Linked DNA regions of Mus musculus: regions 1 and 3 are each linked to region 2. Evidence: chromatin contacts called from public promoter capture Hi-C data. All regions are on one chromosome and are shown on one strand. Each heading gives the region's core, a stretch centred on a gene start, on an enhancer-like site or on the middle of the called end of the contact. The rest is flanking DNA. Distances are from core to core; before and after follow the strand shown. Region 1 overlaps Macf1 (microtubule-actin crosslinking factor 1). Region 2 overlaps Macf1 (microtubule-actin crosslinking factor 1). Region 3 overlaps Macf1 (microtubule-actin crosslinking factor 1).

The links. Capture Hi-C pulls out chosen DNA fragments and counts their contacts.
Region 1: a contact with region 2 is called in a promoter capture Hi-C map of liver. The contact joins two enhancer-like sites. A contact is called at or near these places in 1 of 484 Hi-C or Micro-C datasets (group 2 innate lymphoid cells) and 2 of 9 other capture datasets (adipose tissue and liver).
Region 3: a promoter capture Hi-C map of liver shows a contact between it and region 2. The contact joins two enhancer-like sites. A contact is called at or near these places in 6 of 484 Hi-C or Micro-C datasets (the Ba/F3 cell line, the G1E-ER4 cell line, alveolar type 2 cells and 2 more) and 4 of 9 other capture datasets (adipose tissue, embryonic stem cells, liver and 1 more).

Annotation. Positions count from the first base shown.
Region 1 is chr4:123,571,178-123,574,519 of GRCm38.p6, forward strand. The region is part of intron 1 of Macf1 (microtubule-actin crosslinking factor 1); the gene reads right to left. Among named protein-coding and RNA genes, the nearest start is that of Gm31156, 21 kb to the left of the region's middle. Within about 2 kb of position 1,869, at least 346 of the 459 cell types and tissues checked have an H3K27ac peak or open chromatin away from gene starts, as enhancers often do. A contact at or near this core is called in liver, where this site is marked.
Region 2 is chr4:123,372,982-123,376,386 of GRCm38.p6, forward strand. It overlaps Macf1 (microtubule-actin crosslinking factor 1), which reads right to left. Exons shown (of 98, transcript NM_001199136.1): 83 at 3,390-3,405; 84 at 1,751-1,945; 85 at 1,334-1,462. Among named protein-coding and RNA genes, the nearest start is that of Bmp8a, 31 kb to the left of the region's middle. Within about 2 kb of position 1,555, at least 4 of the 459 cell types and tissues checked have an H3K27ac peak or open chromatin away from gene starts, as enhancers often do. A contact at or near this core is called in liver, where this site is marked.
Region 3 is chr4:123,525,535-123,529,069 of GRCm38.p6, forward strand. All of the region lies in intron 5 of Macf1 (microtubule-actin crosslinking factor 1), which reads right to left. Among named protein-coding and RNA genes, the nearest start is that of Gm31156, 25 kb to the right of the region's middle. Within about 2 kb of position 2,252, at least 116 of the 459 cell types and tissues checked have an H3K27ac peak or open chromatin away from gene starts, as enhancers often do. A contact at or near this core is called in liver, where this site is marked.

The DNA of each region.
Region 1 (3,342 bases), core at 619-3,118, 200 kb after region 2:
CCTACCCTTTTCTTTCTGATTTTCAGACTGAACCCAGGGGCTTATACTAGGCTAAGCCCGCATCTGTGGTTATTTTGAGACAAAGGCTCACTACATAGATTCCCTCGAGATCTCCCAGCTTTAGCTTTCTTAGCTCTAGTACTCCAGATGCATGTCACTGGCCCAGCCACCCATTTCTTTCTAATACAAGCTCAAATACAAGCATGTCACTTTGGGCTGCCCCTTAAACATAGCACCATACAAGCACACATACATAATTGTAAATGTCTGCCTCTGTTTCTGCTGATAGAGCCACACAGTGAACCTGAATACTTAGCCAACAGCTTTTCTGGGACTTAACCAGAAAAGGACACTGGGGAATCAACAGGGTCTAATTCTAATTCTGTCAAGCATTGGTGAACTTTTCATAGAAATATAAGTAATAGGTCATCAAGCCCTGTCTTAGCTTAAAGAGACCAGTAACAAGTACCTAAGTAGAAGAAGGTTATCAGTGACAATATTAAAAGCCTGAAATCCAAGGGTGTCCTCCAGGACAAGTATACCTATAGTCCTCACACACAGCCACTTAGAGCCAGGTGTACTTGGGGCTGGTCCTGACAGTTGGCAGTCAGAAAGCATGGAGGACAGCATAAGGAACAGAGGGATCTCCAAAGCTCCAGTGCCACAATGATCAGAGTCTGATTTCCTGGGGACAAAACAACCACCAGCTTCCTAACACTTGTGGCTTAGGTATAGCCCCAGGAAGGAGCAGTAACAATTGCATCAAAGAGCAACACAGAATGTACCCCAGAAAGGAGGCCACACAGCCCTTCCCTTGTAACCACCCTCCTCTTTTGCCTACACCCATCCCACACTTCAGAAGGCAACGGATTCCAAAACTCCATTCGGTGATTGAGAAAGCAAAGGAAGGAAGGCCTTAATCCTCCGAGGCAGGACACTAGAGCAATGGGCACTTCCCTTCAACAGCGAAACCAGTCATCATCTCATCTACCCAGGCCCTCAGCCAGTGTCACAAGAACAGGAAGGAGTCTGACTGACTGGCTTGAGCTCGGGGCTCGCGCTCTCCCTCCCTCCCTCCCTCCCTCCCTCCCTCCCTCCCCCCCCCCCTCTCTCTCTCTCCCTCCCTCTCTCTCTCTCTCTCTCTCTCTCTCTCTCTCTCTCTCTCTCTCTCCCTCTCCCTCTCCCTCTCCCTCTCCCTCTCCCTCTCCCTCTCCCTCTCCCTCTCCCTCTCCCTCTCTCCCCCTCTCCCCCTCTCCTTTTCTCCCTCTCTCCCTCTCCCTCCCCTCTCCCTGTGTCTTTCCCCTCCATCCCCTGACAGCACAACAGCTGAAGGGTGCACTGGCCCTTTAAAGCAAGCAATCAAGTGGGAAGATCTCCCCGCTTTACCCCACCCTAAGAGCCCCACAGAAGATTCAAGAAGGGAGGCACCACTTAGTTACCTGCTCTGTCTCTGGCACAGCTCTTCCAGTACAGAATACCAGCAATTCCAAGAATGTGAGTCAAAATAAAGAGGGTTGGCGGCAAATAAGATGAATCTAAAAGAGGCATTTCCAGGCCTGCTCTTTCTCCTCCTTTAGTGAGCCTCACACGGGCACACAGGCGGAGCCCAGGGCTGCCTCGGGATGCCTTTCTCCTGAGCTTATGCTGCCCCTTACTATCAGCTCAGCGGCAGAGGCAGATGCCCAGGCTTAATGTGGTCAGAAACTTCCTGGCAGCTTCTTCCATCTCGACTCTGCGCTTTTTGCAGCAAACTACTGGGACTAAAACTACAGTGTGTCTCAGACAAAGCCCAGAAAGCAACTGGTTGGCGGGGGAGGGGGAAGGGAAGGAGGAAGAAGAGTGAGAAGGAGGCCAAAGTCAGTGTAGAGCTGACTCAAACCTCTATCTTTGGCATCCTCTGGTCAGCTTAAACAAACCTCAGACCTTTCTACAAGAGGGGAGGGTGTCAGAGGACCAGAGGACGTCACACTCTGAACTTTCCATTCTCTGACTGATTGGAATGCCAGACTTCAGGATGTAGCCAGAAGAAAAGAGTCACAGAAGCACTGGAGAAACTCTAGCAGGGAGGAGGCAAAGTATACAAGAGCCTTGGCACAGCCAGAGCGCAACCTTCCACAGCCCAAACTAGAGAAGAGTCCACAGACCCCATCTCACAGAGCGGAGGGAGCACTGGGTATCAGGGGAGCAAGCGGCTCCACAAGTACAGCCTGGCACTTTTTAGGGGTTACGGAGAAAAAAAAAAACAAAAAACTAAATAAAACTTTCCATCAGCAGGGTCAGGGGGTATGGGATGGACATCAAGAACTAAAAGAGAGCAGAAAACCAAATCTTCCACAAAACCAGGGCCTGCTTATAGACCTGATGTGGGTACTGTAACAGCTACTGAATCCTTACCACTACTGAAAGAAAGCCAGATTGGCTCAAATGAAAAAATGCAATTATTCCAAGTTCTGGCAAGGACTGGGGAGGGATAAACTACAAGAACTACTTCAGAAAAGAGTTAGTCAAATGCTTATGAAGTTAACCATTCAAATACAAGCAAACTTGCTGAGAACAATCACACAAAATGAAAAGAAAGGCCCACACAGAGATCTGTATATGAATGTTAAATTACCAACACTATACAAGATAATAACTCAAATTTATTAAGTGGTGAACTTTTAATCAAAGTGTAGTGTGTCCATACACAGAACCACTTCTCTGCAATAAAAAGAAAGTTAGGAATACATTCAAGTATTGTATGTCTACATGTGAGAGAAATCAAACACAAAAGGCTACATACAATAGGAAAACAATAGATAAAAGCAAAAGAGATGGGGCGCACTACAAGAGCTGGCTCAAGAAAGCTGTGGGGTTCTGGAAGTGTTCTACGTATTATAATTTTCTCTCATCTGTCGAAATACAGTAAACTGCACATCAGAAAGTGTGAGCTGTGTGACACACACAAACCTAATAAAATACGTTTAAAAGCTAGCAAGGAAAAAAAAAAGCTAGCAAGGAGTTTACACAATCTAAATCTAAATTAAATGAGCCACCACTACCTCTCTCAAAAAGTTATTTTATGAAGTGCAGTGTGGACACACTTGCTCCCAACAGCTGAGAGTAGTCCACCACTGTCCTCTGCAACACTTGCCACCCTCCACTCAGGAAAGGTTACAGTCATGGACGCACTTCCACTACTACACCAAGTTTCATGAATATTTAAAAATGCAAATTAGTCAAGTGTAATGGTACACACCTGCAATCTCAGGGTACATAACACTAAGGCAGGAGACTCAGGAGTTTGCTGTTAGCCTGGACTACAGAATGAGATCCCATTTACTGAAAGGGGGAGAAGAGGGC
Region 2 (3,405 bases), core at 305-2,804:
AGTAAAACATCTATTTTATGTGTATGGATATTTTGCCTGTACGTATGTGTACGATACTGGAAGAGGCCCGAGAGGGTGCTGGCTCTCCTGGAATGAAGTTACAGACAGCTGTGAGCCACCACATGGGTGCTGGCAACTGAATGTCTGCAAGCAGCATGTGCTCCTAACTGCTCAGCCGTCACACCAGTCCTCTTATTCCTGTATTTTAAAGCATATTTTGGAAAAATATGATGACAGTCATAAAACACTGTATTTTGAAATTCCCCCCTCAACAAAATGCAACGATAAAACTAAGATTAAAGTAACTGGCTAGGTAACATGAAACATTTCCTCACTTCCGTAAGAGTTGGACAAACCTCTAGATGCCATGTTATAGTATACAGTGTGCTGAGTGGTTTTAGGAGATCAGACAAGGACCAAAGGCCAGTAACAAATAAAGGCTAGTCAAATAAAGGCATGCGTAGGTGAGAAGTAAAATGGATTTGAATATGATAACATACACTTACAATCCGAGAATTGTGATAGTGTGTTCAAGGGACTCCCTTGGGAGTTCAAGGGTAATCTGGGTACATACTAAGAACCTGTCTCAAACTCTAGCCAACCAACAAACAAAAATCAGAAAGGGAAATGTTGTACAGTTTCTTTTAGAAACTATGTTCATTAAGTTCTTTAAGGACTATACTAGTTTAAAGCCAACAAGAGGGGCCAGAGCGATGACTCAGTGAGAGATAACTCAGTGAGAGATGACTCAGTGAGAGACGACTCAGTGAGAGACGACTCAGTGAGAGACGACTCAGTGAGAGACGACTCAGTGAGAGACGACTCAGTGAGAGACGACTCAGTGAGAGACGACTCAGTGAGAGACGACTCAGTGAGAGACGACTCAGTGAGAGACGACTCCGTGAGAGACGACTCAGTGAGAGACGACTCCGTGGCTGGGGCACTGGTTGCTTGCAGAAGACTTGGGTTCAATTCCCAGCACACCTATGGTGGCTCAAAACTGTAACTCCAGTTCTAGGGGATCTGATGCCCTGTCTGGTCTCCTTGGGCACTACTCAGGAGGCAGGAGAGAGCAGGTCTCTGTGAGTTCGAGGCCATCCTACTTTACAGCATGAGTTCCAGGACAGCCAGAACAGGGAGAAACCCTATCCCCAAAAAAAACATAAACAAAAAAAGAACGCTGCTGATGAGCAGCACAATACCTCTCTGGTTCCTGCTGAGTACACGGACAGTTCATTTGGCATTTACAAGCAAATGCTGCTTTTTGTTAGCAGTGAGACAATTCTCAGCATGGTTGAGTAGCACAGATTACCATTCCTTGAGACTAGATTACCTTATGGGTGTCAATGAGAGATTGTAGGGCCTCCGTGTCATCAGGAAGGGCTCCTCGAAAGCGAAGTGTTTGTTCTGCTTCAGAAAGCCACTCCAACAGCATATGGACCGTGTCCCGAAACTCTTCTGCCTGAAATAACCAAGCACAAGAAGATCTGGCCTCCCCCTGCAGCTGGGGCACTAGACACTAGAGTTTGCTGGGGAAACATCCAGGACTACATTCTACCAGAGGCCAAAGGTCATCTTAATTTGTAGACCTTTGAAAACAAGCTCAATGACTGATCAAAGTCCTGTAGAATGTTCAGAATACAACGTTATTTTCATTTCAAGACTGTGGGACTTCATGATGCTGGTAAAGAAACTCAGATCTATATGCTTGGGTCCCAAGCCATGGCTTGAGCCCAAAAATTTATCTCACCTGTTTTAAGGCTTGCTCAAGCCGGCTTTGCTTGGAAACAGAGAGTTTACACACCGTGTCCCAGCGAGTGCTAAGCTCCTGGAGCTGCCCCTTTACCCACGTGGTGTCATCTCTGCTGCCCTCAATCAGTTCTCTGCCTGATCGTTTCAGGACCTGAACTGTGCCGGTTCTCTTTCCCAGTTCTTTTTGGAAAACCTGGTTAAAGAAGAAGTTGGGAATTAGTTGTTGGTAAATTATTTTTTTCAATTTTTAAGAATTATTTTCTCTTGTGTAGGAGTGTTTAGCTTGCAGTCTATATGCCACGTGCATGCCTTAGTTCCAATGGAGGCCAGAGAAGGTGTCAGATCCCTTGGAATTGGAACTACAGATGGTTGTAAGTCACCATGTGGGTGCTGGGAACTGAAACCAGGATCTCTGAAAGAACAAACGTGCTCTTAACTGGTGAGCAGTCTCTCTAGCCCTGTGTCTGATAAATGCTTTGTGTAAGAGTAAAACCACAGAACAAGCAGTCTCCTTGGTAGGGTCTTGTCATATGTCTTATTTATGCAGAGAGAACAAGTAGGTGACTTTCAAGATGTCTGCACCACCAATCTCATTCTCCTTCGATGCCTATGCTTTACTCTATTCAACCTGCTCTCTCTCTCTCTCTCTCTCTCTCTCTCTCTCTCTCTCTCTCTCTCTCTCTCTCTGTGTGTGTGTGTGTGTGTGTGTGTGTGTGTGTGTGTTAAGACACACAAAAAAAAAATCAGCAGCTCTAGCTATGAATGTCAGCTCAGGCATCTGACCTGCTTGACTTTGGGAAAGGTGCTTACTTTACCTAATCTAAAAAACTCGAATAATTATACCAGTATTTCTAGAATTGAGGGAGATAAGAAAGAACATACCTGAAGTACAGAGAATGTGATAAATTACACTTAGTTCTGTTTTTGTTTATATGTGTAGACAGTTATGGAAATGAGAGAATAACTTGCTAGAGTCATTTCTCTCCTTTTACCATGTAGGTTCCAGGGATTGAACCTGGGTTGTCAGGCTTGGCAGCAAGCCCCATCCCTGTTAAGCTCTCTCACTGGCCCATAGAATGTTTCAAGGCAAAATAGAATGTTTTGTATTAAAACAGAAGAATATCATACAGCTCAATACAACAGGTGCAGGGCAGATGAACTGGTGGTATATATGGTGGTAGGCTTGTTACTATACAAAGTGGTTAGAAATAAATTCTCCCATTCCCATAGGTGTTAGTGGAAATGGATTTCTTTACAGTTTTCCCCTGAATGCAATTTCAACTTATATTGGATGAAGAGATAAACAGGGAGAACCTCTTCACATGCCTCCAAGTCTGAATCAAACCAATTCTGGTAAATTCTTTGTGACTGTTGCAAAAATCCCAGCAACAAGTTGTTTTGTTTTGGAGATAGGGCTTCTCTATGTATTCCTGGTTGTCCTGGAGCTTGCCTTGTAGACCAGACTACCCTTGGACTCAGAGATTAAAGGTGGTTAAAGTTTGTCTAAACACAGAAGACAGAGGGCTGCTCCTCCAGAGCTCCTCACCAAGCATTCCCTCCTCTCTAGGTGGTCAGCACAACACAGGGTGCGGATCGAGACAAGGCTCTGGCTTTGCTTCCCAATTCTTGCTCCTCACCTTATGGGCATCCATG
Region 3 (3,535 bases), core at 1,002-3,501, 150 kb after region 2:
CAAAGGCCTGCCAATATGCCAATAAAAATTCAACCGTGAACGGCCTATAGCTACATAGTGTGTTATCCAGAATCTTCCTATAACCTTAGTTTGGTGTCCAGATTTCTGAATTAATATTCACAGCAGTTATTGTTGCCTGACAAGACATGTTAAAGCCCTAAACAAGTTCAATCACAAGATAAACTTTGGAGTTTTGAACTTTCAAGCTGCCCCATCTCATCCACTCACTCTCCCCATTCTCCCTCTCCTCCCCTTCTCCTCTCCCCATTGCCCCTCCTCCACATCCCCTGATCTCCTTTAATCTTAGCACTAGAAGCCAAGGGGGAAGAGCCCTCTCCTTCCATACAAACATTCTGTGAGTGCTATCATTAGATACATCCTCACAGGGAAGCGATTGCATCAGCTCTGCTAAGAACACCACTCTCCAGAGAGAAGAGCAAGCACCCTGAAGTCAGCTGCCATGCTCCCCAAGTCTTCAAGATCCCTCACACTCCCATGTTAATGTTAGAAATTAAGCTAGGCTTCCCTTTACCCTTTGTGCTACATAACAACTTCTTGAAGGGGGCAAACAAGCCAACAGCCCTGACTGAGTATGAGGAATGCCCAGAACTGCACCTTGAAAGACAATCCTACCAGATAACCTCAGCAATTATGCTACATGGACACTCAAAACCTGAGATTTCCCCAGAGCCAACAAGACTTGGTTTTAAGCATCAAGAGACAGACTTGAAATAGATTATGCTTGCCAACCCCTAGCCATCACTAACTCACACTCCCCATATAGGGGTAAGTTTGAAATACTCCAAGATCCTTACTGCTTACCACACTCCACTTCGATATGCCTGAGCGGAAGGAAATCCAAAAAGACAGTTTGATTACCCCAAATACACCATCCACCTCCTCCAGACCCCACGATCAGTATGGCTTGCCTCCAAAGACAGGGTACCATCCTCTTCTGAGAAGGGTGTGGAGGTCTTTTCAGGTTCTGTATCTTCAGGCCGGATCCCATGCAGGCGCAGCCCATCGCTGCCATAGCCAGAGGAGGATGGCAAAATGCTCACAGTGATGCCACTGACAGATAAATCACTCTGAGAAGCAGGCATTATGGGACCCTTGCAGGACACGAGACCTACATGGGTAGGCTCTGTGTGAATAGGGTCTCCTGACTGTTTTGGTATTGATGAAGCAACAGAACACTTAGCAATCCAAGAACCTGTGGGAGGGGCACTTGGAACACTCTTGGTTCTTCCCCCCACACTCCAGCCCTCTGAAGGTTGGTCTTGATCTACTGTTTCAGAGGGGTAATCCGTCCGAGGCAAAGTGCTGCTCCGATGTCGATGTCTGAGCAGAGTGCCTCCCTGCTCCACTGCAGTCTCTCCCTGCAAAGGCAACAGCACAGCCCTGCTGCTGCAGGATGCTGTCCTCGGAAATTCCACCAGTTGGCTCACAGACTTCTCACAGTTCCTTTCTGCTGGGTTATCAAGCAGGTGAGCAATGACTGTCATACCCTCTTCCAGGGAATCCCAGGCCCCTCCAACAACTGATGACTCATTCTCCAACAAAAGGTGAGCAGTCTGGATCTCTGCTTGGAAGCTCTCCTTTACCTGCACAATCATCCCTTGATCGCCCACCCCTGAGTTGGGAGCTGAGTCTCCGGGCAGGAAAATGTCTGATGGGGGGTGCTCTGCCCCTCCCACTCCGGGCTCCTTTGGGAGCCTCGCTGTTAACTTCGTTAGGGTTTCAGTCTCTTCAATGACTCCAGTGCCTTCCAAAGCTTCCTCCCTGTGAGATGCTTCTGGAGTAAGGATTTTCTTCCCTCTCCACTTCCTTTTGAACCGAACCCTCTTCTTAGGAGATATGGGAGCCTTCTCAGGAACAGCTATGGACTCTTTCGGCTCCTTAACACAGCCCAGTGAATTTCCCATTTCTTTCCTCTCTCAATCTCAGAAAATAAAGCAGTTGAATCAGTCCTCGGATCCCAGAGGCATTCCAATGTCGGCTTCATCGGACTCGATGCACATTCAAAAGAACCAAAAACCAAAAAACATGCACTATGCCGGCAATCCCTCCAATCCTTTCTCCCTCCCTCCCCGCCTCTCTCTGTCTCTTCCAGCCGCTCGATTCAGACAGCCATCTTACAGGCTCAGAGCTGCAACAAGACAAATTTCAAAGCATCTCACTGCAGTTCAGAAATCACTTGACCTAAAAGCAGACAGAAACCGGATTGGCTGCCGCTTCCTCTCTCCAAATATGAGGTAATTGGAGCACTGCCCTCAGTAACACAAACAGAACGCAAAAAGGAGCTAGAAACCAGGGAGAGGGAGGAGGAGGGGAGAACGTAAGAGTAAATGGAAAGGGGAGGGGAAAGGAAGAGAGAGAGGTAGCCGGAGAGAGGAGGAGGAGAACAATATCAAAGAGGGGGTGGGGAGAGCAAACCAGCTCAGTGGGTACTAACTAGCAAGGGAAGGGAAGGGCCAGGTAGACAAGACCAGAGAAGCCGCAATGAAAGCTCCCAACCTATGAAATGAAATATGTTTTAATCACTGCTCCAAGACGCCCAAAGGAAAAGAGCAAGCAAGATATACATAATCAAATTTTAACCTAAGAAAGATTAGAGCCCACTCCTTCCATTAAGAAAAGAAACAGGGGTATGAACAATCCAGCCTCCTGTGGCATATATGGCCAGCTCCAAAGAGTAACATCCACTAATTCGGATGGCCAGACACACTGATGAAAAACCTGGAAATTGATTTTGAGTATAGTATGTTAAGCCTCAGGGACAGGTGATCACTTGTCAATACAATATAAAAGTCAGACAACAGTATTTGACATAAGTGTTCAATAGTAATCATCAGTACTGCCTTTGCCACAGTTAGCTATCGTATTTTGAGTACTTGCTATATAACAAGTTCTATGTGAAGATACACACATATATAACATATATATAATGTAACAGGATAATATATATTATTCTGTTATATTCTCACAGCAGCCATGTGTGGCCCAATTTTTAAGTAAAGAAAACTCAGATTTAAGAAAGCTGATTAACTTGTCCAAGTTGAAATAACTGAGGACGGGGAAGACACAAGCCATTTAGACTTCATGTTAACACGACAAAATGGTTGATGTGTGTAATCTCAGCTACTGGGAGGCTAAAAAGGAAGAATTTCAAAGCAAGTCTGAAGCTAGCCTGGACTACTGAGTGAAACCCTGTCTCGAAAATACCCATAGAATAAAAGAGAGACTTTTCATTTCAGCTCCATTAATTACTAGAGGGAGAAAAATCTGCTCTCCACTGCCATAAAACAAGAAGATATTCCCATAGTTCTAAACTAGCAGCTAGACTCTGTAGCCAAGCAACGAAGAAATAACACTTGCTGCTGACTGGGGAGAGCAGCTGAGGGACTGAAACCCAGGTGATTTTCACTCAGACTGATGTAAGTAAGGCTCATAGACCACACCCTGCGCTGCCAGCCAGCAGAATTCCTCCACCAGGTTTCCAGCACACTGCCTAACACATGCAATCGAAGGCTCT